Linked DNA regions of Mus musculus: regions 1, 2, 3, 4, 5 and 6 are each linked to region 7. Evidence: chromatin contacts called from public Hi-C, HiChIP or PLAC-seq and promoter capture Hi-C data. All regions are on one chromosome and are shown on one strand. The core of a region is the stretch at or near the end of the contact, and the rest is flanking DNA. Distances in the headings are between cores, read along the strand shown. Region 1 holds the start of Brf1 (BRF1, RNA polymerase III transcription initiation factor 90 kDa subunit). Region 2 holds the start of Jag2 (jagged 2). Region 3 holds the start of Siva1 (SIVA1, apoptosis-inducing factor). Region 4 holds the start of Crip1 (cysteine-rich protein 1 (intestinal)). Region 5 holds the start of Ppp2r5c (protein phosphatase 2, regulatory subunit B', gamma). Region 6 holds the start of Adssl1 (adenylosuccinate synthetase like 1). Region 7 holds the start of Eif5 (eukaryotic translation initiation factor 5).

Region 1 (3,839 bases), core at 829-3,328, 1.5 Mb after region 7:
TAATCCCTTGGCCAACCTGGTTAGCTAGAGTAGCCGGAATCAGGAGCCCCAAGTTCAGCAAGAGACCCTGACTCAGTAAAGTGGAGAACTATCAAGGAGGGTTCCTGATGCCAACTTTGGGCCTCCTTACTCATGTGCCCACACATACATGTATGCCTGTGCACACACACACACACACACCACACACACAGCCTCAGCCGCACAGGGCATGGTGTGCATGCTTGTAATCCCAGTACTTAGGAAACTGAGGCAGGGGAGGCTGCTAAAAGTTCAAGGCCAACCAGTCTACACAGGAACATCTTGTCTCAAAAAAAAACCCAAAAAGTTGGGTCTGGTAGTACAGGTTCATAACTGCAACTACTTAAGAGGCTGAGTCAGGAGGACTGCAAGCTCAATGCTTGCCTGGGTTACTGATTAAGTTCAAAGCCAGCCTGGACAACTTGTCAAAACCCTAACTCAAAGTAAACCATAAAAAGCTAGGAACATAGAGAGCTCAGTGGCACTGCACTTGCTTAGTATGAGCAAGACCTGGGCTCCAGCTCCATACACACAATACATATAAATATGCAAATACAGTTACATACAGTCCAAGGGAAAGAGATTACAAATACACTAGTCCATAGAGGAAGGCAAAAGCTGGATGGCTCACAATTCTGATCGCAAAACATTAAATGTAAACAAAAGGTCAGGCTGAATGCACTACAGAACCCGGAGCAGACTCACACAGGGGGGCAGACAATGACCTCTGCGGAAGGAACAATGGTAACTCCATGTAAAAAAAAAAAAAGGAATCCTTTCAGCAAACTATGTGTGGAAAATGGTACCTCCGCAGACAAGAAAGGAGCCTCAGCCCGCACATCCCACTTTCCACAAGGCTTAACTCAAAAAATGTGGACTAGGCTTCCACTGACATAGGGATTTGGGAACTGTTTAGTGTGCCAGAGTCCCTGGGCTAGATCCCCAGTCTACAGAAAATAAAAACAAAACTGCGTAAAAGTGTAAACAATAACTTTTAGAAGACAAACGCGGTGACTCAAAGACATCTTAGATTCGTGACAAAGGAAACTCTCAAGAAAGAAAAGGCGACAAATTGGAATGCTTCAAAATGTAAAACCTTTGGTCAAAATAGTAACATTTGCCTCAAGAATCAGATATACAAAGAAAGACTTGGAAGTATAACTCACCTAGAGACTCGACATTCAACGGTTAGGAAACAAACCCTTATTTTAAAAAGATAAGGACTCAGGCGACTGGGCAGAGAATTGAGGCTGGGCACATCTTCTTCATAGCCCTTAGGGCAATGACACCTGTTAGAGTGGCCAACCGGATAAACGGAACCTGCGAGCCTGAAAGCCGTGCCTGTCAGATTTCGGGACCCAGCCCGACGACCTCCGTTGGACCGGACCGCGACGCTTGGACCGGGCAGATCGCGGAGTTTACATCGGCGTACGGGACTCGGAGGGGACCTGGCTGCAGATTCCCGGCCCGGCCCTGCCTCAGTTTCCCTGTCCGACTGCCCACGGTCTGTCACAGGACGACCTACTTCAGTTTCCCCGCCAGCCTCGACTCCTCCCTCGGACCTCGCACACGCAGCCCTGCCCGGCCCCCTCGCCCGAGCTGCAGAACTCACCGTCCAGCGACACGAACTGGCCGACCGCCGACGAGCCGCCGCCGCTGTTCTCCACGAACTGCACCTCGGACACGATGATGTTGTCCTCGAGCACCGAGCCGCAGCCCGTGCACACCGCATCGCCGCGCGCCGCATCCAACTCGATGTCCGTGCCGCCGCAGCCGCGGCAGACGCGGCCCGTCATGGTGGAGCCGCGGGGCCCCACCGGCCCCCCAGCCGCTCAGCAGTCCGCTCTCCGCCCGCGGCCCTCAGCCCGCAAGGCCCGTCGCGCCGCCTCCGTCTGCGCCGCACTCTCGCGAGGCCGCCGGCGCCACGCCTGCCGATTCGTCGCGGCAGATTCGCCCAGCGCGTGCGGGCCGCGCTGCCTGCAACGGCCGCGCCCGCGGGACCGATAAAGGAACTCAAGAATCGTTGGGACGCTGGGACCGAACCGCCGACCTTCCGGGCGGCCGGAAGCAAAGCTCCAAACCTGGAACCCGGAGGCCTCGCGGGCCAAAAGCCAACAACGGGGCGGGACTGGAGGGCGGGCGAGAAGGGCGGGGCGGGGCGGGGCGGGGCGAGGAGCGCAGCCCGGGACCCGACTCGGGCCGTGGGAGGAGCCTAGGAGGAAATGCGGGCTGAGGGAGGAGCCTGGGACAGGGGCGAGGCTTAAAGTGACGGGGCCCGGAGTAGGCCGGTGGGTGGAGCTGGGACGAGTATGGGAGGAGCCTGTAGATGGCGCCGAGGCCACGAAGCTTTCGGTATGCGGAGCCGAAGGAGAGCCGATTGTCTGAGAGAGGAAATCTGGAAACAAAGTAGTGGGATGGGTTTGTGGGCGGTAACTTGTGTGCGGCCAAGGCCCGGCCCGTGGAGCCTGCACTGATTGGCACAATAGGCTTTGGGAGCGTCCTGGGCTGGATGTAGTGGGAGTAACTTGGGGAGTCAGCAAGCCCTAGAGGGCAGGATCAAGGACTGCCGGCGGGGCAGCGTTTAAGAGGGACCTGGAATGTTCTCCCAGACTCTGCTGCAGACACCTCATCCCCCATCCCTCAGTCCCAGGGTGAACAGTCTCTGGGACCACAGTTGGTCACCTCAACGCTGAGTTCTCAGCAGGACTTCCTATTTCCTGGCAGTAACGGGTCTGGGTAGTAGGGTAGTGAGCTCTGGGTAAAGTAGAGCATACACAGAACCCTCTGCATCCGCAGGCGCTGCTCACAATCTCAGCCATACCTGTCAGTCCTTGGGAAGTTTAGCAAATCTTGTGCACTACTACAGGTAAGAAACTCCAAAATTAGACTGCAGGATGCCACAGGAGCTCAAACTAAGAGGGAAGCATTGTAAATATGCAGACTTCTGATCAGCTTGCAAAACCAGCGTTATCAACACAATTTAGAAGAAGAACAAGAACAACAACTTGGAAAAAGCCGATTGTGTTGGTGCACACCTTTAGTCCCAGCACTCCAGAGGTAGGGGCAGGTGAATCTCTGTGAATTAGAGGCCAGCCAGGACTCTGTTTTATACATAGAGTAACCCTGTCACAAACAAACAAACAGAACTTGGGAGGGATCTCCTCAAAACATAGCAAAGGAAGGGTTGGTGAGATTGCTCGTCAAGTAAATGCCAAGCAAATCTGTCTGCCTTGCTTGAGTTCAATCCCAAGAACTCTGGTAAAGGCGGACTGAGAGAATTTACTCCACAAAATTCTCTTTTGACCTCCACACATGTACCCTCTCACCATCATGTGCACAATACATATTAAAGTCAAATGGCAAATGAAGGAATTGAAGGATTTGGAGTGCTGCACAGTTCCTGTGCTCTCGAGTCACCCCAAGGGATCCCAAATCAACATGTCATTGAATGCCTCAAAAGGTCCAGGACAGCCAATGGTATGTCCGGAAAAAAAACAAAAACAAAGCAATACTCCAGAAACCCAGAGTGAAGCACTCACAGGAGCTCCTGGTTCCCTATACAGTTGGTGTCTTTAGGAGATAACCATGGTCAGAGTCCCAAGGTGGAGGACCAGGGTCCTTCAGACCTCCTCACAGATGCCCCTGAGCCTTGTCCCTTCTCAGTGACCCCAATGTACATTGCAGTAAGACAAGTGCTAAGAAGGGAAGAGCAGCAAGTTCTTCAGCCCCTACAGAGGAACCAGGTGGAGCCCTATCTTCTTTGGAGGGCCTGGGGATGCTTCCCTGCCATTCTATCTTGAAAAAGGCTCACCCAATCTGAG
Region 2 (3,798 bases), core at 783-3,282, 1.4 Mb after region 7:
ATTTGGAGCCACGCTGGCTTGGGCCCAAGTGCAGATGACAGGCTGTCGGCCCTGCTCAGACCTGCCTGCTGTGCTGCTGTGGGGGCGAGGGGGGCAGGGCCAATAGTAACTGCCTAGGGCCTCTCCCATGCCTGCCCCTGCCTTTTTCCGTCTCAGGGATAAACTTCCTATCACAAGCCCCCAGGGTCAAGGCTACCTGGCTAGGCAAGGGTATCCCTCCCTACGTATGGAGCAGGAGCCTAGGGAAAGGTAAAGATGGAGGCACAAGCTGGGTGGCCTTGGAAGAAATAATTGTCCAGGGCTCAGAGCAAGAGCAGAGCAGGGCAAACCCTGCCCACCCATGCCTGACCCCCTAACCAAAAGTCTCTTTCAGGACCAAGGTACCAGGCAGACCCATTCCCATGGCTCTTGGTATCTGAACCAACCGCAAGCCCTCAGTCAGGAAAGCCCTTGGGCCATTGCTTGATACCCCCCCTCTACTCGCTAGTCTCAGGCCTCCAGACCCACCTTTACCAGCTGTTTTTAATCTCACACTCAAGACTATGTCCATATTCACATCTGCACCTAACTAGCTTCACACCTGCAGACAATCAGGTGCCGGTACAAGCCAGGTCCAGAAAGTGAATAAAAGCAAGCACCATAAGACTTCCTGATCCCAGGCCTTTATACCACAGGCATGCTACCTGTCTCCCCCAAAGCTGGATCCCCATGACCCTTCTTCCCAGCATGCCCAGACTCGGGTTCTTGCCTGACCTGACCACCCCTAAGCAGACAGGGTGCTTCCCAATTCCAGAAACTAAGAAGCACAATAAAACATCCGCAAACAGCAGTGCCACAGAGGGTTACAACTTGGAGCCTTGTTAGTGTCTCTTCCCTTTCGGAGGAGGGGTCTTCCCATCTCTAGCAGCTTCTGCCAACACACACAATCAGGCCATCCCCGCGCAGGTCCCAGGCGCCTGTCCGTGCCCCCGGGCATCCAGGAAACTGCAGGGCAGGAGCAGGCTGGCCGCGGGCCCGGACGGCTCCGCCAGGGCCTGCCCCGGACCAGCCCCAGCACGCGCAGCGCACATGCCTGCACAGCCTACCGGGCCGCAGGCGCCTCGCACCTCCCCACGCACTGACACGCGCAGGGCGACGTAGGCACACTCCGAGGGCCGCCGTGCACGCGGACCTTGGCCTCCCAGCCCCGCCGCGACCCCAAGCCTGTCGGCCCTTGGGAACCCCGCGCGCCCACGTGGCCAGGCGCGAACCTGGCCGCAAGAGCACGCGCCCCAGGCCCGCCCGCGGCGCGGCGCCCCCTGCCGGCCCCGCCCCGTCTGGGCGCGCGCGGCCCGCACCCGCGCGGCCGCAGGTGCTGAAGGGACCGCGGCGGGCGCCGAGCGCGCAGGGAAGCAGAGTGCGGGGGAGGGGCGCACGTACCGGCCAGGCGAACTGAAAGGGAATGACGACGAGGCCCGGGTCCTGGTGGCCGCCGGTCCGAGACCGCGCGCGCGCTCGGTCCCCCGCAGCGCCCGCCGGCGGCAGGTAGAAGGAGTTGCCACCCAGCACGGGCGTGGCGCCGTAGCCGTAGCTGCAGGGCCCCGTGGGCGTCACCTTGGCCTGGTACTCCTTAAGGCACACGCGCACGTACGTGTCGCACTCGTCGCGGCCGCAGCCCCCCGCGCGCGTCGTCCGGCCGTCGCCGTCACAGCAGGCGCCGCTCAGCAGCTCCCCGTTCACGTTCCGCAGCGCGCTCAGCTGCAGCTCGAAATAGCCCATGGGCCGCGTCGCCTAAAAATAAGGCAGCGCAGAGTGCAGGGAGGCGCGGGCCGGGGTCGCCGAGCCTCCGCCCCGCCCCCACCCTTGCGCCGTTCCTAGGGCTCCGGACCGCGGCCGTTTGTGCGCCGCCTGGCCCGGAGGAGCGGCCCGGCCCGGTGCGCCCCGTCCGCGCCCGTCGCCACCGCGCGCCCCGCTCACCTGCACGCACAGAACCAGTAGCAGCAGCAGCCGCCGAGGCAGGCGTCCCCAGCCGCGTGCCCGCATCGCCGCCTCGACCCCGCCCGCGGCCCCGCCGCCGCCGCCGCCGCCCGCGCCCGCTATAGCCGCCGCGCCGGCCTCCAACGCCCGCCCGCCCTCCGAGCCCGGCGGCGCACAGGCGGCGGCGGCCGCACAGGCGGCGCGGGCGGGGTCGAGCAGTGCGCGCGGGCTGCGCGGCGGGCGTGCAGGGGAGGCGGCGGCTCCGGCTTACTGCAGCCGCTCTCCGGCGGCCGGCCCGGCTCCCACCCGGCGGCGGCGGCGACGGCGGCGGCGGGTCCTGGCCTCGGCTCTGCGCGCCCGCGCTCCCGGCACCGCAGCCAACAAGTTCGGGACGAGACTGACAGCTCGCTCGCCCATTCGTCACCCGCGCACCTGCATATGCATGAGGGGGCGGGGCCTCGCGGTGGGGTGGGGCCGTGGGGGGTGTTGGGGGCACCCCGAGCTTTAAAGGAGGCGAGGGTGCGGTCTATGCGCGGGGCGGCGGGGCGCGGGGCCACCGAGCTGTGGCTTCTCCTGCGCCCAGGCTCACTGAGGTGGGGCCTTTTCTGCTCCAGAATTCTCGCCCGGGTTAACAGCCTGGGAGTGAGTGGGGCGCCCCCTGAGGTCACTGCCTTGGTCCCCTCCCATCAGAGCGCAGCCACTCTCGCGCTGCTCTTGGTCCCAAGGGAGATACTGCCTGCTGCACACATCAGGATTTTGCCCCCACGCAGAGCGGGTGGGGCACTGAGACTTGAGTGAGCCCAACTCCTGGTGCGCCCCCTTCCCCCAGGAATTTCCCCCCAACTCCGCAGCCTCCTGTTACTTTCACGCCGGCTACAGGGGGCGCTACTCCCCTCCGGCGCTCAGCCCTCCCTTCCTCCAAGCGCACAGGTTGAGTAGCCAGTCAACAAATGCTCCTTCCTGCAGGCTGTTCCCAATTCCAAACTGAGGTGGTGGCCATCGCTACATTCTCTTATCTTCAAGGAACGTGCCGGCCTGAGGTTCAAATTTAGGGGAAAAGAAACGGGCATAAAGGATAGTGGACCATGTCAAGAGAGCTACCGGAAGAGGACTTTCCAACAGTCTGGGAGTATTAAGTCACAGAGCCTGGGTGTCCCAACCCTCCATTACCATTTCTTGACCCTGTTCCTAGGTGATCATTTCCTCTTCCACACGTCAACACCAAGGGTTCTTTGTCTACAAGCTGCCTCTCTCCCACTCAGCAGGGCCCTTTGCAATTCCAGTGGTTAGCCTCCATGATTGGTGATGTGCTACTCTGCCCTTACAAAAGTCTCCCGAAGGCTCCTCACTCTAGTCTCCCTTTCTAGTCCAAGTCACTGCCAGCCAGGATTTCCGCAGAGAGGGAGAAGTTCTGATACCGGTGAATCAGAGCCACAGTAGAAGGAACTTGGGTCAGGGCAGTGCCAGGCAGCCTACACAGGGAGCCAGGCCATCGAAAAGCCTTGATCCAGTTTGCCTGCCCTACCACTGTGAATGGCCGTCCAGGATCTCCTGCAGAAGCAGTAGGCCTGAAAGGGTGAACCAGTATCCCCCATACTTGCAGCATACCTGGCTCTGTCTCAAACTGCTCCCACTCCAAGGAGTGGAGCACTCGCCCAGGGAGCCCACACGCAGGTAGGGTAGGTGATAGGGCAGACACAAGCCAGGCCTGGCTACACACAGAGCCTCCCCTCCTCCACACCAAATAAGGGAATTGGTGCATATTAAGAATCTTTCTGTTGTTTGCATCCTTTAAGTGACATCCCCTTAGCAAATTCAGCTTCCCTGTCCCTCTTGCTTGGA
Region 3 (3,912 bases), core at 907-3,406, 1.1 Mb after region 7:
GGAGGCATGCCATCACGAAGGAAGGAGTGAGACAGGACAGAGATGTGGTAAGGGATACTGTCAGACACACTCTCAGTGCGAGTGCGGCGTTTCCTCCAACCAGGTCTCACGTAGAAGCTGATTACCCAGAAACTCACTGCTGTGAACAGGCACCATGACCAAAGCAACTTTTTTTTTTTCTTTTTCACATCTTTTCTTTTTTTCTTTTTTGGTTGTTTTCAAGACAGGGTTTCCCTGTGTAGCCCTGGGTGTCCTGTAGACCAGGCTGACCTCGAACTCAGAAATCCACCTGCCTCTGCCTCCCAAAGGCTGGGATTAAAGGGGTGTGCCACCACCGCCCAGTCAACCACCAAGGCAACTCTTATAAGGATAACATTTAATTGGGGCTGGCTTCTAGGTTCAGAGGTTCAGTCCATTATCATCAAGGCAGGAACATGGCAGCGTCCAGGCAGGCATGGTGCAGGCAGAGCTGAGAGTTCTACATCTTCATTCAAAGGCAGAGAGGAGAAGATTGGCTTCTAGACAGTTAGGACTAGGGTAATAAAGCCCACACCCACAGTGACACACTTACTCAGACAAGGCCACACCTCCTAATAGTGCCAACCCCTGGGCCCAGCATATACAAACCACAGCCATCCTGACCTTATTACCCTTCAATCATGACGTCATCTGAGGACGGAGCCTTCAACACTTCATATTCATACTAGAACGGGAGTCAGGCCCAGTGGAACCCCATGGCGCTTGTACAGACTGCACTAGGAAGTGCGGATTCTGGGAGGAAAAAGTCCATTATCTTAACATGAACAACAGCCTTCTTAGTGGTGGTTCCTGGGACAGGTCGCTGGATTTAAGCCATGCAGTAGGGGACAAACGCATGACTCCACACAGAGGTATCATCCATTCTGCACAGTTCTACAACCGGGGAAACCACCATTTGGGGGTGGGGGTGGGGGTGGGGAAGCACAGCAGTCAGTAGTCACTGGACCCTATTGTCCTATTTAGAATTGTGCTCCTTCTTTATGTCGAAGGCCTAACTCCCAAGAGTCAGAGTGTGATTGTATCTGGATACAGTTTTTTGTTCGGTATTTTGAGACTGGGTCTCTCTACCTAGCCCAGGCTGGCCTCCAACTCACAGAGATCAGCCTGCCTCTGCTTTCTGAGAGCTGGGATTAAAGGTGTGAGCCAACACACAGGGCTGGTGGATATAGTCTTAAAGAGTTAAAACAGGGTCCTTAGGGCAGAACTTAATTCAAAGTACTGGGTGTTATTATGAGATGAGGACACACACACACATCCAGTAAGGACACAAAAGTTTTTATTTGTAGATTCTGGAAGACAGAAGCCTGCAGAGAACCTGACACTTTGATCAGAGACTTCCATTCTACAAAGTCTGGAGAATTAACGGGTGCTGTGTGTACACTCCGGGTCTCCTGTACTCCAAGATGAGCACAAAACTTAATGCACCCGAATAACTGACGTTCCGATTGTGTAGAAATAGAAGGACTGAGAAACCCCTCAGCATCACTGTTTTGCCTGTTCAACATGTTAGAAGACACCACAATATTTTTAAATCCTGACCAGCGGACCCGCAGGTGACGCCATAAACCCTCAGGCTCCCTGCCCAAGATCAGACCTAAGGGAACACAAGAGGAACTCGTAGGGGAAGATGGGTGCCCGTATCCACTAAGATCAGGAGCTGGGACAAAACCCGCCACCCTACTGTTTGATACTGATATCTCACCTATCACCTATCACCGTTGCTTAGCGACAACAGAGCCTTCAGGCTTTTCGCGCGCTGAGCCCCGCCCTCGATCTCGTGCTGGTTTATGCAGAGCCCCTTAGCACACGAGTCCCGCCCCCAACGTAGCATCCCGCTAATCCCGCGCCCCACCCCAGAGCCCCGCCTCTTAGTTCCCGGCCTATCCTGAGCTGTGACATAAACTAGCCCCGCCCCAACACAACCCCCCCCCCCCTCGGCCTATCCCGTGCCACGCCTTGCGCAGACCTCACCTCGCCGCGCCAGCGCCCTTGGCCTTTTCCCGCGCCCTGCATTCCAGCCACTGCCTCCCTCAGCCTATCCCTCGCCGTTAACTGCGTAAGTCCCGCCCCCGACGTCACTCCGGCCTATCCCGCGCAGCGGGGCCCGTTTGAGGCGAGCCCCCAGCCTTTCTCCGGCCTATTGGGCGCCGCGCCCTCGTCGGCTCGGGCCTCCGCCGCGGTCCGAGGGCGCCGTGACGTGTGCTCGGCGCGCGGCGCGCTGCGCGCTGCTGAAGGCTGTGTCTGGTACCCGCTACCATGCCCAAGCGGAGCTGCCCGTTCGCAGACGCAGCCCCGCTCCAACTCAAAGTCCACGTGGGCCTGAAAGAGCTGAGCCACGGTGTGTTCGCCGAGCGCTACTCACGCGAGGTCTTCGGTGAGTGTGGACTTCCGTGGGTAGAGCGCGCTACGCCGCGCAGGGCAGCGGGAGACCGCGGGAGCGTCCCGAGCGCTCACGGTGGATGCTGCTTCAGGCGGCTCCCGGAGAAATCCGAGTCGGACCCGAGTGCTGCCGAGCGGACTAGCCTAGCGCGGGACCGACGCGGGGACTGGGTTCGAGTGGGCGTGATGGCGTAGACTGCCCTGAGCCCTCGCAAGTGGCCTTTGTAGCGGATGGATGTTGCTGAGCATTGCCTTGCAGTGATGGCTTTCTGGGGCAGGTGTAACGCAGTGTACCGTAGCTTGGCGCAGTTTGCGGCCGTATAACTTTGAGCGGTGCCGCTGCGCCTTTGGAATGTGCGGGAAAACAAACTCCCTACGCAGCCCCAGTATTTGTCCTTTCCCTCTCTGTACTCTGGGAATGCAAACTCAAGTGCTGAGACGCAGGGGCGATGCGTGAAGGGACAGGACTGAGCTGCAAAGAGTGTGCCTCCCCCCACGCCCCCCAGTCTAGACATGGCCTGGCGTCGTGGCTTGTTTTTTGACGCCAGCACTCAGAAGGGAAAGGCATGGGCTTTATGGTGAGATGTCTTAAAACAGCAATAACAATGCAAACACGGCCCAGAAAATGCCTCAGCTGGTTAAAGTGCAGTCTATGCAAGCCTGGACATGAGTCAGGTCCCAAGAACATACAGTAGGAGAGAATTCCTGAAAGTTGTCTTCCGACCACACTCATAGTAACTAAATAGCCAAGTAAATTAATTTTTTTTAAATGTAAGCATGCAGTTGAAAAGAAGGCCTAAGTGTTAATTGGAACCTAACAGCCTGGCTCTACCCTTCTGAGGACTTGTGTGTTGGAGCATTTGCCAGGCCACTCAGAGCCAGCCAGTCAGGAAGGGGTGCAGGGCTCTAGCGAGTTTTATAGTACACACAGTTTACCAAAACCCCAGCCCACACTCTGGACTCTGCTGGACCAGGAGGCCTTAAGGAGAAAATTGCTCTCATAATGGAATGTGGGTTTGAGCCCCACCTGTGTTAAGAGTACCCCTCCAGGAACTCTTCCCATTTCTTGTTTTTCAGACAGGCTTTCACCGTGTATCTTAGCCTGGCCTTGAACTTAAGTAATTCTGTCTTAAAGTAGGAGGCAACTGAGCTGGGAATAGCCACTCTCTTTGAGTTTTTGTTTGCTTCCAGTGTCACAGAGAGGTCCCTGGGTCGTGGGAGTGAGTATTTCTAGAACTCGCAACAGTGTTTCCCTTTAGGGCTCCCTGGGCCTGAAGCCCGAAAGGAAGCAATCCACTGTTATAGGTGTGAGCAGCCAGTTACCCGGGGTTGGTGGGTGGCAGGGCTGGAACATCTGGGAGGTCTTTGTCAGGGGGTTGTTGTCATTGTCCCTTTAGTAAAGTTGTTCACTGGCCTGGCAATGGTTGTAGGTGCTGTTCTAAACTCGTGTCTGTTTTCTGCCTCCTTGGGACACTTGCTTTTGGGAATGAATGG
Region 4 (3,717 bases), core at 393-2,892, 1.6 Mb after region 7:
ATGTCCTTTTTTTTTTTTTAACAGAAAGACTGAAAGATTACAAGAAATGGCCTGGGGGTGTGGATGGGGGAGCAAAGTCAGCCTTAAGTCCAGAAACCACTCAGGGATGCCAATCCAGGCCTCTAGGTGGGTCTTAGGTAATGATAGGCTAGAAGATGGAAGTCTATCCTTGTAGGGCTTGTGTTCACCCCTGCTCTGGAGCCCCCAGCTGGTAGTGAAGAGCTTCAGAATGTCTTTGTAGAGCTGGGCATTTGTGGAGCTCCAGTTTGGGACAGAGCTGTACCCTCAGGTTAGGGTCCCTAGGAGGAAGGTAGTGTTCCAGAGGGGCTGCGTTTGCAACTGTGGGTAGTCCCTGACCCATGGTGCAACACTAATCCCATCTGAGAGTTCTGACTCCCTACCCCAGCAGTGGCCAGGGAGATGGAAATACCCCTGACTGATCCTTGCCCAGAGCTAGGTCTGGAGACAGATAAATGGGTGGGTGTGGACAGGAGTGTCAGTCAGGGCTGAACAGTGAGAACTTAATGTCCGGCTATCAGCAACTGCATCGTCAGCTTGCTAGGCAACGATCAGAGAGCCCCAACCCCTAACCCCCACTAAGCCTACAAACTACTCTGAAGCTCAGGCCAGTAGAAACCTCCCAGCCCTCCATATTTACTGTAGGCTTAGTCTGTTCTCTACCTGGTACCAACCACGGCTCAGCCTCCTCCTTAGCTGGGCAGTGGACTTGGACCGCTGAGCTCTGGGCACTTCTCCCAGAGATAAGGACTACTCATCAATTGTGCCTCGAGGCACCAGGGAAACAGCCTGGGCATGGCCTCACCCGAATTCCTTGTCTTGACCTCTAGTCTCCAACCTCAGGTTGTTAGGTCCTCAAGCTTAGAGTCTGTAGTTCCTGTGGCAGGATGGGCTTTTCTGGATGGGAGTCCCCTCTTCTGAGTTCCCCGGTGAAGTTGTGGCTGCAGTCCAGTCAGCTGCCAAAGGTCAGGGTGTTCACATGCGGCTAGCCAGAGTGGACCTCCTGGCGTCTGCGTGGGTTAGATCTGGGAAAGGCTGGAAGGAGTTGGGCTACAAGGCTGAGACTCTGAATGTCCTCAACTCTTTCCGAAGAAGCATCAAAATATGTGCAGAATCCTTGAATGCTAATTTGTGTCTCTCTGCGCTTTATTTGTGTGTGTGTTCACATGCGCACGTGTGTTTTGAAACAGGGTCTCACCCTAGAGACCAGATTGGCCTCACCAGTTTTAGTAGGACAAGCAAACACACCACGTCCCACTTTATCTGCACTTTAGAAGTTTCCTGTGCTTACCCGGTCTCCAGCTAGCCGTTGCAGGTGCAAAAAACGCTAGGCTAGACAGAGCTCTTGGTCCTTCGAGGGGAGGACTCAACGACCCCTATTCAAGACCGGAGACTTGCCCTGCCCCAGGCAGGGGGCGGGGCCTGGGTCCGCAGGAGCCGCTGGGCTTAGAGGGTCCCGGGAAGACTCCGCACCCCTGCATGGCCCTTGGCCAGTTTATCTTGCCGGAGGCGAGTATGAACCAGATGACCATTCTTGGCCAGTCGGCCTGGATCAGCGTTCCCAGGGGTCCAAGTCCCGGACTGAGGGGGTGGGGCGGGGGCGGGGCCTTAAAGGGCAGGGCCACGGGGTCCCTGAAAAGCGCGGACCAGGCGGGCGCCACCCAGTCCAGAGCCTGCAACCTACTTCCTTCTAGCTGCAGCCACTTGTGCAGGACCAGGTACCGCCATGCCGAAGTGCCCCAAGTGCGACAAGGAGGTGTATTTCGGTGAGCACGCTTGGGTATCCCAACCTCTCTCCACATGCCCGCGGGCGTACTGCAGGCGGTACGCGGAAGCGTGGTCCAGAGGCGGACAATATTGGGCTGTTCAGGTGGACCTGGCTGTCTAGAGTCCAGGGCATCGCCTGGGATAGAACCCATAGATCTTGCCCGCGGCTTGAGGGTGGGACAATTTGGTGTTAAACAGAACCGACATCTGTGCCTACTCGCTCTTATGTTTCTGGGTCGGTCTTCTGGCTTCCTTGTCTCTGGGTCTCCAGGTCTCTGTGACTCCCATGCTTGTGGGTCTCCCCTTCTCTGTGACCCTGGCCTCTGGATCCTGCTGTCTCTCCCGCCTTCTGTCTGTGCGCCTTGGGCGGGGTCCCTGCTGGATAGGAAGGAACGCGGGACTAGGGTGGCCCCTCCCAATGCTAAGTAGAAACAGACGCCCAAAACCACGTCCGGGGGGTTCGATCTCGGGTGCTCGTTTTCTTGCTGTTTGCGCGCCCTAGGGCTTCTATGAGATAGTGCGTGACTAAGAGGTCCCCTTGCCCCTGCTGAGGAGAAGGGTGTGCCCAGGTTTAGTGCAGAGGTCAGAGGACTTTAACTGGGTTTACCTAACCTTAGATCCTCCAGACTTGTTCTCCTCCACTCTCAAGTCTGAAGGCCTCCTCCTCTCCAGCTCTACAAGCCCTCGGGGGTCATATCCCTATGGTGACACTTAAAAGTGTCCCACCAATGAGCCGGGATGGGTGGGTGGCCAGGTAGCCCACGCCTTTAGTCCCAGTGCTTTAGTCCGGGGAGGCAGAGACAGGAGCATCTCTGTGAGTTCAAGATCAGCCTGATCTACGGAGTGAGTTCCAGGACAGCCAGGGCTACACAGGAAAACCCTGTCTCAAAACAAAAACAAAAAACAACCTAAAAGAAAATATCCCACCAAAAAGGTGACCCTTCTGGTTTGTGAGGTGGGATTGGCTTGAGAGCACCATAGTTGCCCCTAACCCTCTCTGGAGCACAGTGGTCTCTGGGGACACAGGGTGGGCTGCCACATTGAAAGAATGAAGTGTGGGTGTCTGTGCAGCTGAAGAGGGGTTGCAGGGACTCCAGTGTCTCACAGTGGATCTGTGCTTCTGCAGCTGAGCGAGTGACTTCACTAGGCAAGGACTGGCATCGTCCCTGCCTGAAGTGTGAGAAATGTGGAAAGACACTGACCTCTGGGGGTCATGCTGAGGTAAGGGGCCGTTAGGGGGCAGAGGGAGGAGCTATAGGAGTTGGGGTGAAGGTAAACCCTACTGTTCTTTTCCTTGTAGCATGAAGGCAAGCCCTACTGCAATCATCCCTGCTACTCCGCCATGTTTGGGCCCAAAGGTATGTTGCCGGACTTCTTCCCTAACGGGCCTCCCAGTGCCGGCCTCCTTTCCCAACATGTCAGTATCCTTATTTTTTATCTTATCCTCTTTTTATCTTTGGCAGGCTTTGGGCGAGGTGGAGCTGAGAGCCACACTTTCAAGTAGACCGAGGTATAGCCCCATCTCCAATCCCACCCAGTCCACCAGTTTACAGGACAGAGTCATCCCTAATAGAGTAAATAACAAAACTTTGCGCTCACATTTGTCTCTCTTTCTTACAGGTTGTGGAAACTCTCCCTGCCCGCCCAGGCACATGCCAGGCCTTACCCCCGGACAGCAGGGCTCTCGGGAACCCTCAGTGCCTTTAATAAACCTGATCTTTGGAAGTCCTGTGTTTTTGTCTGCTGATGTGTGATAGAGGGGTGTACAGTGAGAGCCTCAACCCCAGGCCTGATGCAGGGCACTGCTTTTCCTGCTGCTGCAGGCAGTGGTGCCCACTACCCTTTGAGGGGTGCAGTTTCAGGCCTACATCCAACTTCAGGATCCGTAAAGTTCCTGTCGCCTGGTTCTGTAGTGGTTCTGGCCTGGGGTGA
Region 5 (3,974 bases), core at 8-2,507, 1.1 Mb before region 7:
ATCATGAGTGAGCGCCTGAAGTCTCCTGCACTCGAAACAGTTCACTCCTACAGTCTTCCTTCTGAGTGCTCCCCCTTAGCATAGGATGTCAGACACTGACAACTCCAAAAACAGGACTGTATAAGTAGCGAATTAGCTTCTTCCCTCATAAAGAGCTACTAGAGAAGTGAGAGAATCAAGTGATCCCTGGTCTTCATGCAGTTTTCTCACAGGCTAACGACCACTGGTAATTAAAGAATAACAAAGACGCAGGGCTGCTCAGACGTAATGGGCTCGGAAAAAAAGCCTACACTGATCTGACTACCTCCCTGGTGGGCCGGGGCGATGGGTGGCAGTGTGCAGGTAGAGTCTCAGAGTGAGCAGCTGATGGGCTCGGCCTAGGTGGATCCAATCCCTAAGACGTAAGGTGGGCGGTGCCTACATTGGGGAAGCCGGTTGCCTTGCGGGTGAGTCTGGAACAGAGAAATTTCGGCGTGCAGGACCACAGGGGAACTAGGCAGTCTACACTTGGACCGCCGTGGGCAGAGTCTGCTCTGGGGAGAGTTCCTTTGCTCGCGTGGGCGGGGACGAAAGGAGAGGCGTGGACTCTATAGGCGGGGCTGAGGCGAGCCCCGCCTCTGAGGCGTGCGGTGGGCGGAGCGTACCCCGGAGCCAGCAGCATTGCCTTCGTGGGCGGGGCCTAATGGCCCAAGGAAACCGCCGCTCGCGCGGTCCCGGGTCTCCTCCGCACTGCACGAGCGTCACCGCTACCAGGCTTATGGGGTAGAGTTTTTCGTGCCTGGAAGGCTACAGAATAGTCGCCATACATCTCACATGTGCATTCCCGCTCCTCACTGTCCTTTGCTCTCCTCCCCGTCCCGGCTCAGCGGCCGTGACTTTATCACCTCCGTTGTCCGCACACGCCTCCCTCTCCCCAGTAGCTCCCTCCCTGATGGCTCCACCAAAACCTTCACAGCCCGGCACACGAGCCGGTCCGCACCGAGGGGGTGGGGACAGGCCGCGCAGTGGGCGGGGCGACGCTGCGGAGCGTTAGGGCACGTGGGGCCGTGTCGGCCAATGGCGTGGCGTCGTTGAGGGCGGCGAGGCGGGGAGAGGGCAGCGTGGGGCCGGCGCGGGGCGGGGCCTGGGGCGGGGGCGGGGCCTGCCGGGAGAGGGGCGGAGAGACGCCGCCGCCGCTGCCGCCGCCGCCGCCGCCGCCGCGGCTGCCGCAGCCTCTGGGAGCCTGGAAAAGGGGAAGCGAGAGCGGACGAGCGACTCAGTCCCCGGGCGGCGGCTGCAGCGGCGGCGGCGGCGGCCGGGGCGGCGCGACGGCCGGGCCGGGGGCGCTTCTGCTGCTGCAGCGGCAGTGGCGGCGGGCGGAGGCAGGGGCGGCGGCGGCGGCCCGCACCAGCCATGCCGAATAAAAACAAGAAGGAGAAAGTGAGTCGGGGCCGGGGGCTCCGGGACCGGGTCTGGGGTCCCCGCGTCGGCGGGTAGGGGCGGGGCGGCAGGTCGTCCAGGCTCGCGGGCGGGCCCAGGGCGCTGGCAGGATTGCATGGAGCTGGGGAGGCCGCTCAGGCTCTGAGGTGGCGCTGAGGTGCCGCGGTCGCTCTGGGTGGCGGCTGATGCTCCGTGCAGTGCTCTGCGTGGCGGGGGCTGGGGTGCTGGAGCGTTCCGGACTCGCCCCAGAAACCCTCACTTGTGAGGTTTAAGGGTGGGAGGGGAGAAAGGGATGGGCCGAGAGCTGGGGTTACGTGTCCCTACCTGGAGTTTTCACCTCCCTCCCCCGCCCCCCAACACAGACATGAAGAGAAACGGAATTTGAAGGCTGCTGGTATTGTGAATATACTCAATATGATGTAGTTTGCTGCTGACATATTAAAGCCATCAGAAGCTCTCAGTGATATGTATCAATTTAGAAACTGCATTTGAGCTGATGCTTAGCGGTCCAAATATTGAGAACACTAATGGTTTTTTGTTGTTGTTTGTTTTTGTTTTTTTGTTTTTGTTTTGTGATGATTCCCAGGAACCACCAAAACCGGTGAAAAGTGGAAAAGGTCCAAAAGAAGGACAAGATACAGCAGAAACAGAGGTAACCTCTGGACAAGCTCATTGTTATTCTTGATCAGCCTTTAATCTAGGGTCTAACACGGAGGCTCTACAAACCAAAGTGTTTCTGAAGTCTTTTCTTATGAGTTACTTATCCCCCCCCCCACTCTTTTATTAAAGTGTGCACAGCGAAACTGACATTTTAAAAACAGTTTTGTGGCTTCTAACAGAGCTCAAGCCCTCCCAGTGAACTGGTCTTAAATGGAGTCTCTAGCTTTAGGGTCTGCCCCCTCGTTCCTTTTCTGTGTCTCTGGCTCTCTCAGTGACTTCCACGGTCCTTGCTTTCCTTGCTGCAGCCTCGAACTGGTGTCCTGGGCAAGCTTCTCTTCTGCTGATGTCTGGTCCTTTTCAACTAAGTGTGGATGTGTTTTGGTGGCTCTAATTTGGGTACTTTTTTTTTTTTTTTTAAACAGTCTTCTATTTCCTTTCCCACAAGCTCCTCCATCCTCTTTGGTGAATCCTGACTTTTCTTGCTTCCTGGCTTTGGCTTATTTCAAGAATATCTGGAATGATCCCTTGGGTCATTTGGTGGAATCTGTGATCCTTAATAGAGTTGTGCCCTTGGGGGATTTTCAGGGCAGGCCCCTTGACCCCCCTTTTTTGGCTTTGTTTTGTATCTCATTGTCTTGGAACTAGAGTGCCCAAGCGAAGAGGCTCAGGCTTTAATTTCAGGGCACCTGGAAGCTGCTCCTTAAGTCTCCCCTCTCCAGAGCCGGATCGTTGAGATTTTACCACAGACATTTCTAATTTGTGGCTGTTCGGCCTCTTCTTCCCGAAAGCTTCATTAGAATGAGTTAAATTCTGCCCTGAAGATAATCTGCAGGGGTTATTTTAGCTCCAGGTTGTCTTCCCCCCCCCCTCAATTTGGTGTGTTCTGTGCCTCCCTCCTCTGCAGCAGGTGGTTCATCCCAGCAAATCTGTTGCCCTCCCTAGAGCTGAAAGCAGAAATCCAAAAGGTTCCTGAAATACCAGTAGATAGGATCGGCTGTGCCAGTCTTTGCCTGCCCTTTCTGAACAGTGGATCGTGACGCCTTTCCTGGGGCCCACTCGTGTCTGACTGCCTTCCACAGCCAGCCCTTCAACAATTTTTACACGACGTGTAGTTGCTTTGCAGGGCATACACCGTGTGCTTCCTTGTCTTGTCATTAGGACTGCTAAAACTTCTTACGGTTCCCCAAAGCTTTCTCGCTCAAACATACCTGTGTCCTGTTGCTGTTGGGGGGGGGGGGGAAATCACAGAGAAATATCAGTATGTATGTTCATTTCTCCCTAGTTTATCAAAAGAACCTTGCTGTAAGGGTAGGATGGATATTAGGTTTAAACCCCACCCCATCCCAGTTGAAAGATGCCCATACCACTGCTGTGTAGCTGTCTGTAAAGTATGTGGGGATTTTACTGTCAGTCATGTAGGGCTCTGGAGTGTGGCCTGCAGTGTCCCATGTGATGCCCCAGTTGTCTTTTTGTATCTTTTCTAGTGCTACTGTCTAAGAGCTGGAGTCACAGAGCTCGAAATGGCCCCTGAAAAGCACTGAGATGTTGGGCCCTTCACCCCTATCTCAGAAGGATGCACGAGGCACCATGGCATGCTAAGCCCTTGGCAGATCACTGTTGAAACTATTTCCCAGGAATACAGATCCTGGAAGTGCAGTAGCTCCTGTGACCTCTGAGTTACTCTTTCTGATGGCTGTTGTCTCCCCTCAGCCTTGGGCTCTGTTCTTCCCTGCTTTTCCCACCCACTTAGCAAGTGTGATTGACTCATCCAGTGAATTAAGTCTTGACTGTACTCGCTCCTCTCCTCCTATTACTCCGACTTTGAATATTTTAGCCTGAAGAGTGTAAATGGGTTTGGTATTCATGGTTGCTCTTGGAGCCCTTCTAATGTCACG
Region 6 (3,660 bases), core at 60-2,559, 1.1 Mb after region 7:
CAACCCCCCCCATATTCTCCTGTTTACCCCTTGTCTCCGTTCCTGCATCAGCCTTCTCTGCCTGCTTTGCCTTCTGAGCACACCTTCCTGAAAGACCTTATCAGGGATTTCTGCCTGTCCCAGCCACTGCTCAGGAGATCTTGGCCTGAACCACTAACTCTAGATGCCACGTCTACTCGCTTGCCCCCTCCCCACTGTGGCACTGAGTGAGGTAGAGAAGGATATTGTAATCTGCACACAAAGACTGTAAGGCTCTTCTAAGAAGTAGTGTCCAGATCCGAGGCCCTGACTGCTTCAGCCATAGCAACTGAAGAGAGTGTCTATGTCCCTATGTGAAACAGAAGACACAGACCACCATGACCTGCACAGCCAGGGAGGGTAGCAGCAGTGTGGCTGAGGCTGACTGGGAATAGCCTCTCTTCCCCAAGCTGGGGGAGGGGGGGTGTCAGTCCCCCAGAGGGTGTGTCTAGTCTCACTGGTCTTGTGACAGTCCTGCGAACTGCCCCCAGGACAACTAGGAGCCTGACTGCTCTGTGAACCTGTCCCAGGGGTCAGTTAGCACACCCTGGAAGGACACGCACCAGTGGGGGGCTGGGGGGAGCATGCCACACAGGCCTCCCAGCCTCAGGACTTTCCCTTGTCCCTGTTTCCAGTCTGGACTGAGTGGCAGAAACCATCGACCCCGAGGTCTCTTGGAAAGTTGAATCCTCCTCTGCTCCTGTGTCCCTCAAGTTGCTCTGACCCCGAGCGGATGTGGGTACTTCATCTTACACTTGGCGCTGGGCTAGTAGCTAGCTACAGCCACCCAAGAGCTGCATATCCTGGGCCAGCAGGGGTGACTATGTGGCCTGGTGGAGAGAGATCGTCTTAGTTAAGGTGACTTTCTGGGCGGCTCTCAGGAGAACCGTTCCTGGTCCTGGACTCGAGGTTCAAGACGGGAAAACAGGTGATCCCGCAGGCAGATCCTCCAGATTAACGGCAAAGAAACATCTGTGGTTCTGCTTTTGTTAACCGCTCTCTTGCCCCGGAAAAAGCAGCCTCCTCCGCTGTTTGTGCAACCCCAAACCCTAGTCCTAGCAGGCCAGTGGGCAGGGGTAGAGTCCGGGTCGTGCAGCACTGGCACCTCTCACGTCCTAGGGTGTTCTGAGTCATCTGCTTGCCCAAGTCGTGTCGGGGCGTCTAGCACCCTAAGTGCGCGCCATCTGCAGCGACAGCGGCAGGGACAGGGAGCTGTGGCCGCAGGTCACCGAGGTGCGTCACCGCGTGCGCAGGACCCGCCCCCGGCCCGCCCCCCTCTCTAGGCGTCCGCATTTAATGGAGCGAGAGCTCTGGCGGCGGCGGGCTCTCGCTTGGCCCAGAGCAGCAGAGGAGCTAAGCCAGCATGTCCGGGACCCGAGCCTCCAACGACCGGCCCCCCGGCACAGGCGGAGTCAAGAGGGGGCGGCTGCAGCAGGAGGCGGCGGCGACAGGCTCCCGCGTGACCGTGGTGCTGGGCGCGCAGTGGGGGGACGAGGGCAAAGGCAAGGTGGTGGACCTGCTGGCCACGGACGCCGACATCGTCAGTCGCTGCCAGGTGCGGGCCAGGCGCCGAGTCCCTCCCTAACCTGCCCAGCGAGCCTCTCCCCTTCCCCGGGATCCGGACGAACCCCTTCCTCCTGTGCCCTGAGTGGGTCACAGCCTTTTGGATTCCTCCCTCCCAGGAGTACCTTCCCCACTGCCTAAGTCCTCCTTCCCACACACACCCTCTCACACAAAGCTCTTGGCCTCCCACCACCCACCCACCTCCTCCCCAGGGCAATGGCAGGAGCCCGAGCTAAAAATATAAGTCGCTGAGTTGAGGACATGGGATCCTCAGGGGTAGGGCGTTCCAGGGCGGTGATGGTGGGCCCTCCAGTGGGGAAAGCCCCAACGGGGTGGGTCGAGGTACCCTAAGATGCAGCAAAGGGTGAGAGCTGCTTTCTGAGAAGGGGGGTGTCCTCGGCGAGTCAGCCAGGCAGAGACAGGATGAAGATAGGTTTCTAACCTAGAGGAACGCAGGGTCAGGAGCCTAAAGCAGAGTTCAAAGGGGTCTGGCTGACATGGAGAAAGGAGGAGTCACAGATTTCCCGGGCAGGGTGTGACCCGGTGGCTGGTAGTGCTCAGAGAAGGCCAGAGACAGTCTTTGTGCCCTTGGCCAGCTGCAAAGTGCTCTGAGCACCCACATTTGTTCTGACTGACTCTGGACAGCGGGTGGGTACTCTCCTAGGGCTAGCTGCCTGCTCTCCTTAAGTCTCTGTGGTGTTGAGCTGCAGCTAACAGCCACACTGCCTCTGCGGTGCCATCCTCAGCACAGAGGGCTCGGTTTGAGGGAAGATACTCTGTGATACTGGGTTTGGAGCCACACTTATGGCTGCTGACCCAAATGAAGGTGGGAACACCTGCTGGAGTTCTGTCTCCCTGGTTCTGTGGCTTTCTTGCTGAGTTCCCGAGGACTCCTAGGAGGCCTCCGGAGGCATAGCTTGGTTCCCTGGGCCACATTTGCCCAGCTGGGGATGAGGATTTCTGGAAACTCTCTTAAGAATGAGGAGCTACCCTGCTCTCTCACCCTGTTCACCCCTCTCCCTTGAAGTCTCTAGGTCCTAAGGACAGACCTTGGGCCTCCTAAGCCCTACACCTTGCATGCATTGTCCAGCTATGTGTATGTAACTGGGATTTACTCCCAGCGGTCTGGAGTCCTGCTCTCCAGCGACCCAGCACCAAAGCCCCCACCCTTCCTCAGAGCCGTTTGCTCCTGTGGCGCCTACAGTCTTTCCACACAACTTGCTGGGTTTGGTCAGCACTGTCAGGGGTGAGCCTCGATGGTCCCAGGCTCCGTCTCCTTCTGCGGACACAGTTCTGGGTGAAGATGAGCTATCCCTGCTCTATGCCCAAGTCACCATGACAGATCCAGATCCCCATTTCTTGACAGGACATTCAAGGATCAGCACAGGGTCACAGTCACCCACTCAGAGGGGCTATCTCTCCCACCACCTGACCTCCCCAGCAGACCCAAACAGGTGTTCCCCTGAGGAATATGAGAATAGAGACATGTTTCTCTTCCAGTCTCTCGTGAACTAGCAAGTCAGGAGCCTCCCACAGAGCTCCTCTACAGGTTGGGAAACTGAGGCTCAGAAAAGTTGAAGAACCAAACTAACTGTTCCTTTGAGTCCCTTGAAGCCTTTATCATAAGCCAAGAGACCTGTCCTCTTTCCCCCCACTTCATGGACAAGGCAGAAGAGTCAGCCTTCCATCAAGCCCTCTGGAAATCAACTCCAGTCCTTTCCCTGAGTGCCCAGCCCCTGAGTCATTGCAAGCACTTGGTGACTACTCTGGTTTCCTGCACTTGTCCTTCCCCTTGGCGGGGACCTCTTTGCTTGCCTGTGGCCTCCCATATCTTCCCTGATCTTATGTGCCTATGGCCAGCCCTGTGTGATCAGAGGCTGGCAGGGTGGGGGGCTAGGTAAGTTGCCTCTGGCTTTGAATGGGTGCACGAACCAAATGAAGGCTCCAGAGGCCAAGCCCAAAGCCGTGCCAAAGGGCTGGCAAACACAAGAATGCAAATCAAGTGTCCCCCCTCTCCCCCAGTAAGTTCGCTACCTAAAAATGCTGTATAGCCAGCTAGGCTACCCGTTCCTTGGGCTT
Region 7 (3,552 bases), core at 753-3,252:
TTAGACTCCTCTGTTTACTAGGGAGGGCTATGTCATACGCTGACCCAGAAAAGCTCTGAGAGCCAAGAGAATTGGGCACACATGCTAGTTCTGTAAGTTACAGAGGAAATGACCTTGGAAAAGCAGCTTCATCCCCCCCCCTACCCTCAGGCTTCAGTTTTCTTGTTTGTAAAATGGGTGTAAAAATTCCTCAGTATTCAAGGTCTTCTTAAAGCTGTAGGATATTAGAATCTGATAAATGGCGTGATTACGAGTACTTCTTATTGTAAATAAATAAAATTAATTTAAAATTTTTTACAAAGCACTTAGCTGGGTGTGCTAGTACCTGTCTGTAAGCCCCTACTAGGGAGGTTGAGGCATGAAGCTAGCTATGAGTTTGGGGCCAGGCTGGGCTACATACTGAAAGGGCATCAAAGTGATTCTTAGAAGTTGTCCATAATAACAGCACTAAAAATTAAAAGCAACACTAGCATAAGCTTTTATATTTTCATCTCCTTTGTGGCTGTCCTGGAACTTGTTATATAGGCTAGGCTAGCCTGCCTCTGCCTCTGGAGTGCTAGGATTAAAGGTGTCAGCACCCCTGGCTCCTACAAACTTTTAAAATGAAGTTAAACATCAGGCCATCGAACATACAGAAAAGACCACTTTGTATAGTGTTACCAAAAATACTTTTGTGAGACAAGCCTCTTACCTCGGACTGGTTTCACACCCTTTTCTGAGAGTTTCTAAAATATTGCCATTTGAGTTCAGCCAAGCAAAAACTCAATCTTTTCCAATACTGCCAAGTCATGATCCATGGCTCACAGAGGCACTGCCTGAGATCTTTCCACTTTAACGAGGGGGAACCTGGATAAGCACAGAGCCGTAAAAACTGTAGAGCCATGGACTGTGAAATAAAAGCTACAGAAGAGACACAAATCTTTCAGTTCTGCATCTTGTCTTTAGTCTCCCTCACGGACATGGTCAATTAGCTTTACAGAGCTTTTAAGTCATGGGGAAATAACCTTGGATTTGGGCAAAATAAAATTGATCTTTCCATTTTAACCTTGTTACAAATTCTACTGGCGTAGAACAAAGGGCAGCCCTTCTTCCACAACACTGCTCTTTCTCCCCATCCAGGAAACCAGGCAGCTGCTGACTAAGCCAGGCTGCTGCTCTCAGAAGCCCTGGGAAGGTGGAACAGGTATTTCTATATTATTAGTTGGACTCTGGGATGATTTCAACTCTCAGTCGAAACTTTTACCAAAAAAAGAAGTTTTTTTTTTCTTTTAAATAATGGAAGAGTGTCTAGGAAAGAAAAAGTCCGGGCTCCTCTTCCGAACATAAATTGTTAGTAAATAAAACACTGTTGCCTCCTCGGGTGCACCTGCAGGGAGTCACAGTCACCAACCAGCCTGGCCTTTACAGACCGGGCTGGGCTGGACGGGGTGGCCCTACGTGGCGACTGAGCCCCGAGGCGGGGGGATGGCCAAACCTCGAGGCACAGCCGGACCTGACTGGGGTCGAGACCACCCTAAGTTGCGCGGGGACCCAAGCTACACAAAAAAAGGTTTCTATCGTGGGAAACCTCAGAGCCACAACCGCGGAGTCTCGGCTCGGCGGCGGCTTGGCTCCCCGAGCTCAGGGAGAGGCACCATATGGGATGACAGGCACGGGCCAGGCAGCAGGAAGGGTGGTGGGAAAGAGGCAAGGGGAGCCGCAGTGTCGGGAGCCTCCTGGCGCGGTCCAGATGAGCAGTTAGATCACGCGTGGCCCACAGAGAAGCACCGTGGACATAGCCGGCCCGGCCCCGCCCCGAGAGAGGACTAGGCAGGCGCCATAGTGCCTGAACGCATAAACTCAGAGCGAGCCGGGCTATCGCGAGACCGCGAAGGCCTCTGGGAAGGACGGAGTTGGGGGGGGGAAGGGAAGGGAAGGAAGCTGGGACAGGCAGGAGGCGGGCCGAGACCACGAGTGGAGCCCCAGGAAGTGGAGGGCGGAGAAGCGTGAGATCGACGTGCATGCGAGCCAATGACAAGAGAAGTTGGGAGGGCCTGCGGCCAATAAGCGGTGGCTGCCCGGTACAAGGGGCGGGCTCCGGGGCCGAGGGTAGCTTGAGCGCGGCGGCGGCGTTGTTCAGTCAGAGCGAGAACATTCCAGAGGTGAGTCCGCGGGGGGCGGTGGCCCGCGCCCCTGCCCTGCGCTCCCGCCCCTCCACCCCGCGGGCCGCCGGCGGGGGCAGGCGCCGCCCGCCGCTCACTGCCTTGTCCCCGCCAGGTCGCCAGGCTCGGCGCTGCTGGTGTGGACGCGGACGTCGCTGGGACAGTCCCTCCCGCTGCTCGGCGGCGGCACCTGCCCAGCCGCCCCTCCGCTCGCCGCCGGCCCCGCCGCTCCGGACCCGGTTTCCAGCGCCTCTTCCTCCCAGTCCCGGGCGAGCCGCGTTGGGTTTATGTCTTTATTTGACGAAAACGGTGAGTCGCGGGCGGCGGGCCATGGCGGCGGCAAGATGGCGGCGCGGCCGCGTGACCCGCCGCGCGTGTGGCGCAGTTTGGGGGGGGCCGGGCCGTGCGGGAGCGCGCCCGCGCGCGCGCCGTGGCTGAGTCAGGCCCGGGGCGCGTTTGTGACTCAGGGAGGCCGCACCTCTGCCCCGCCGGCCGCCGGAAGGGGGAGGCCGGGCGACGGGCTGCGACCGTCGCGTAGCCATGGGGACGAGGGCGAAGGTCGGCCGTGCGCCGAGGGAGCGAGGGGAGGGAGCCCGGGCGCGGCTTCGGCCGTGGTCCTCGTGCTCCGACGGAGCCAATGGCTCCCAGCCTGGACTTGCCGCCCTGAAGCCCCCGGAGTCGCCGAAGCCGCCCCTCGGCGGTTGGCAGGTCCGGCTCGACGTTTCCCGTTTTACCACGATGGCAGCCGGGGGAGGCGCCATCGGCGAAGTTGGTGGCCCCCGGGCCTGAAGTGAGGGAGAGAAAGGGCCCGGATCCCCTTTTCGGCAGTTACAACGCTGTCGCTCGGCCGGGGCAACCCATGACTCGCCGGTGGCCTTTGATGTGACAATCTCCCGGCGGCTGAGGGAGCAGGGTTTGTGTTCCGTGTTGTCCTCCTCGTTTCGAGCAGTTTCCCTGCCAGTCACAACCCGTGTCAAAATGGTGGCCTCCTGGGTTCCTGGAGTTGTGCTTTGTTACATGGGGATGTCAGCTGTTTTCTCACAAGGACTCGGGCTGTTAGAGCTCGGAGTGTTAGTTGTGTGAGGGACTCGGGGACGGGAAGTTGTCCCGGGGAGGAGTGATGCTAAACCTGTAGGGTTGTTGTGTGTTTTCTCCTTTTCTCTTTCAGAGCTGTTGCGCAGCCATTGGTACCTGTATTGGGGAAACATAGCATACAAGCAAGAAGCTTACAGCCTCAGTGGCGAAAATTTTTTCATGTCAGAGACCGAGAACTCTTGCAGTCGTTTATGTCATCCCTTCTTCTCCAGACAGAAGATACCAAAAAGTTGCAATCAAAGATCTCTTCATCTTATTGATAAAGTCACTAATAAGCCAAAATGTCTGTCAACGTCAACCGCAGCGTGTCAGACCA

Evidence for each region. Promoter capture Hi-C pulls out the DNA fragments that hold promoters and counts their contacts. A called contact is a pair of places that touch in the nucleus more often than the background predicts. HiChIP or PLAC-seq counts read pairs in DNA pulled down with a chosen protein or histone mark.
Region 1: a promoter capture Hi-C map of pre-B cells shows a contact between it and region 7, with 3 times the contacts expected there. The contact joins the promoter of Brf1 here to the promoter of Eif5 in region 7. A contact is called at or near these places in 3 of 39 promoter capture datasets (cranial neural crest, maxillary cranial neural crest and pre-B cells).
Region 2: a contact with region 7 is called in a promoter capture Hi-C map of pre-B cells, with 2.0 times the contacts expected there. The contact joins the promoter of Jag2 here to the promoter of Eif5 in region 7.
Region 3: a contact with region 7 is called in a FOXA1 HiChIP or PLAC-seq map of pancreatic cancer cells. The contact joins the promoter of Siva1 here to the promoter of Eif5 in region 7. A contact is called at or near these places in 2 of 39 promoter capture datasets (liver and pre-B cells) and 2 of 115 datasets of contacts at active chromatin or transcription factors (microglia and pancreatic cancer cells).
Region 4: a Hi-C map of B cells shows a contact between it and region 7, with 6 read pairs. The contact joins the promoter of Crip1 here to the promoter of Eif5 in region 7. A contact is called at or near these places in 1 of 39 promoter capture datasets (pre-B cells) and 2 of 484 Hi-C or Micro-C datasets (B cells and CD8 T cells).
Region 5: a contact with region 7 is called in a Hi-C map of pre-B cells, with 4 times the contacts expected there. The contact joins the promoter of Ppp2r5c here to the promoter of Eif5 in region 7. A contact is called at or near these places in 6 of 39 promoter capture datasets (the HPC-7 cell line, cranial neural crest, liver and 2 more), 3 of 484 Hi-C or Micro-C datasets (CD4 T cells, embryonic stem cells and pre-B cells) and 1 of 115 datasets of contacts at active chromatin or transcription factors (embryonic stem cells).
Region 6: a promoter capture Hi-C map of pre-B cells shows a contact between it and region 7, with 4 times the contacts expected there. The contact joins the promoter of Adssl1 here to the promoter of Eif5 in region 7. A contact is called at or near these places in 2 of 39 promoter capture datasets (the C10 cell line and pre-B cells), 1 of 484 Hi-C or Micro-C datasets (B cells) and 2 of 115 datasets of contacts at active chromatin or transcription factors (large pre-B cells and pancreatic cancer cells).

The regions. Positions count from the first base shown.
Region 1 is chr12:112,998,543-113,002,381 of GRCm38.p6, forward strand. It overlaps Brf1 (BRF1, RNA polymerase III transcription initiation factor 90 kDa subunit), which reads right to left and starts at 2,079. Exons shown (of 18, transcript NM_028193.3): 1 at 1,631-2,079. The coding sequence starts at 1,814. 9230104M06Rik (a long non-coding RNA gene) reads left to right here and starts at 2,182. Exons shown (of 3, transcript XR_001780729.2): 1 at 2,182-2,370; 2 at 2,815-2,884.
Region 2 is chr12:112,927,463-112,931,260 of GRCm38.p6, forward strand. It overlaps Jag2 (jagged 2), which reads right to left and starts at 2,033. Exons shown (of 26, transcript NM_010588.2): 1 at 1,957-2,033; 2 at 1,420-1,770. The coding sequence starts at 2,022.
Region 3 is chr12:112,642,672-112,646,583 of GRCm38.p6, forward strand. It overlaps Siva1 (SIVA1, apoptosis-inducing factor), which reads left to right and starts at 2,157. Exons shown (of 4, transcript NM_013929.2): 1 at 2,157-2,413. The coding sequence starts at 2,296. It overlaps Gm30101 (a long non-coding RNA gene), which reads right to left and starts at 2,096. Exons shown (of 3, transcript XR_381987.3): 1 at 2,011-2,096; 2 at 643-771.
Region 4 is chr12:113,150,370-113,154,086 of GRCm38.p6, forward strand. Crip1 (cysteine-rich protein 1 (intestinal)) reads left to right here and starts at 1,643. Exons shown (of 5, transcript NM_007763.3): 1 at 1,643-1,784; 2 at 2,912-3,006; 3 at 3,086-3,143; 4 at 3,249-3,295; 5 at 3,406-3,510. The coding sequence starts at 1,745. The coding sequence ends at 3,289.
Region 5 is chr12:110,445,967-110,449,940 of GRCm38.p6, forward strand. It overlaps Ppp2r5c (protein phosphatase 2, regulatory subunit B', gamma), which reads left to right and starts at 1,258. Exons shown (of 16, transcript NM_001373949.1): 1 at 1,258-1,419; 2 at 2,006-2,071. The coding sequence starts at 1,393.
Region 6 is chr12:112,618,738-112,622,397 of GRCm38.p6, forward strand. It overlaps Adssl1 (adenylosuccinate synthetase like 1), which reads left to right and starts at 1,310. Exons shown (of 13, transcript NM_007421.2): 1 at 1,310-1,573. The coding sequence starts at 1,382.
Region 7 is chr12:111,536,099-111,539,650 of GRCm38.p6, forward strand. Eif5 (eukaryotic translation initiation factor 5) reads left to right here and starts at 2,003. Exons shown (of 12, transcript NM_173363.5): 1 at 2,003-2,141; 2 at 2,257-2,450; 3 at 3,310-3,552. The coding sequence starts at 3,518.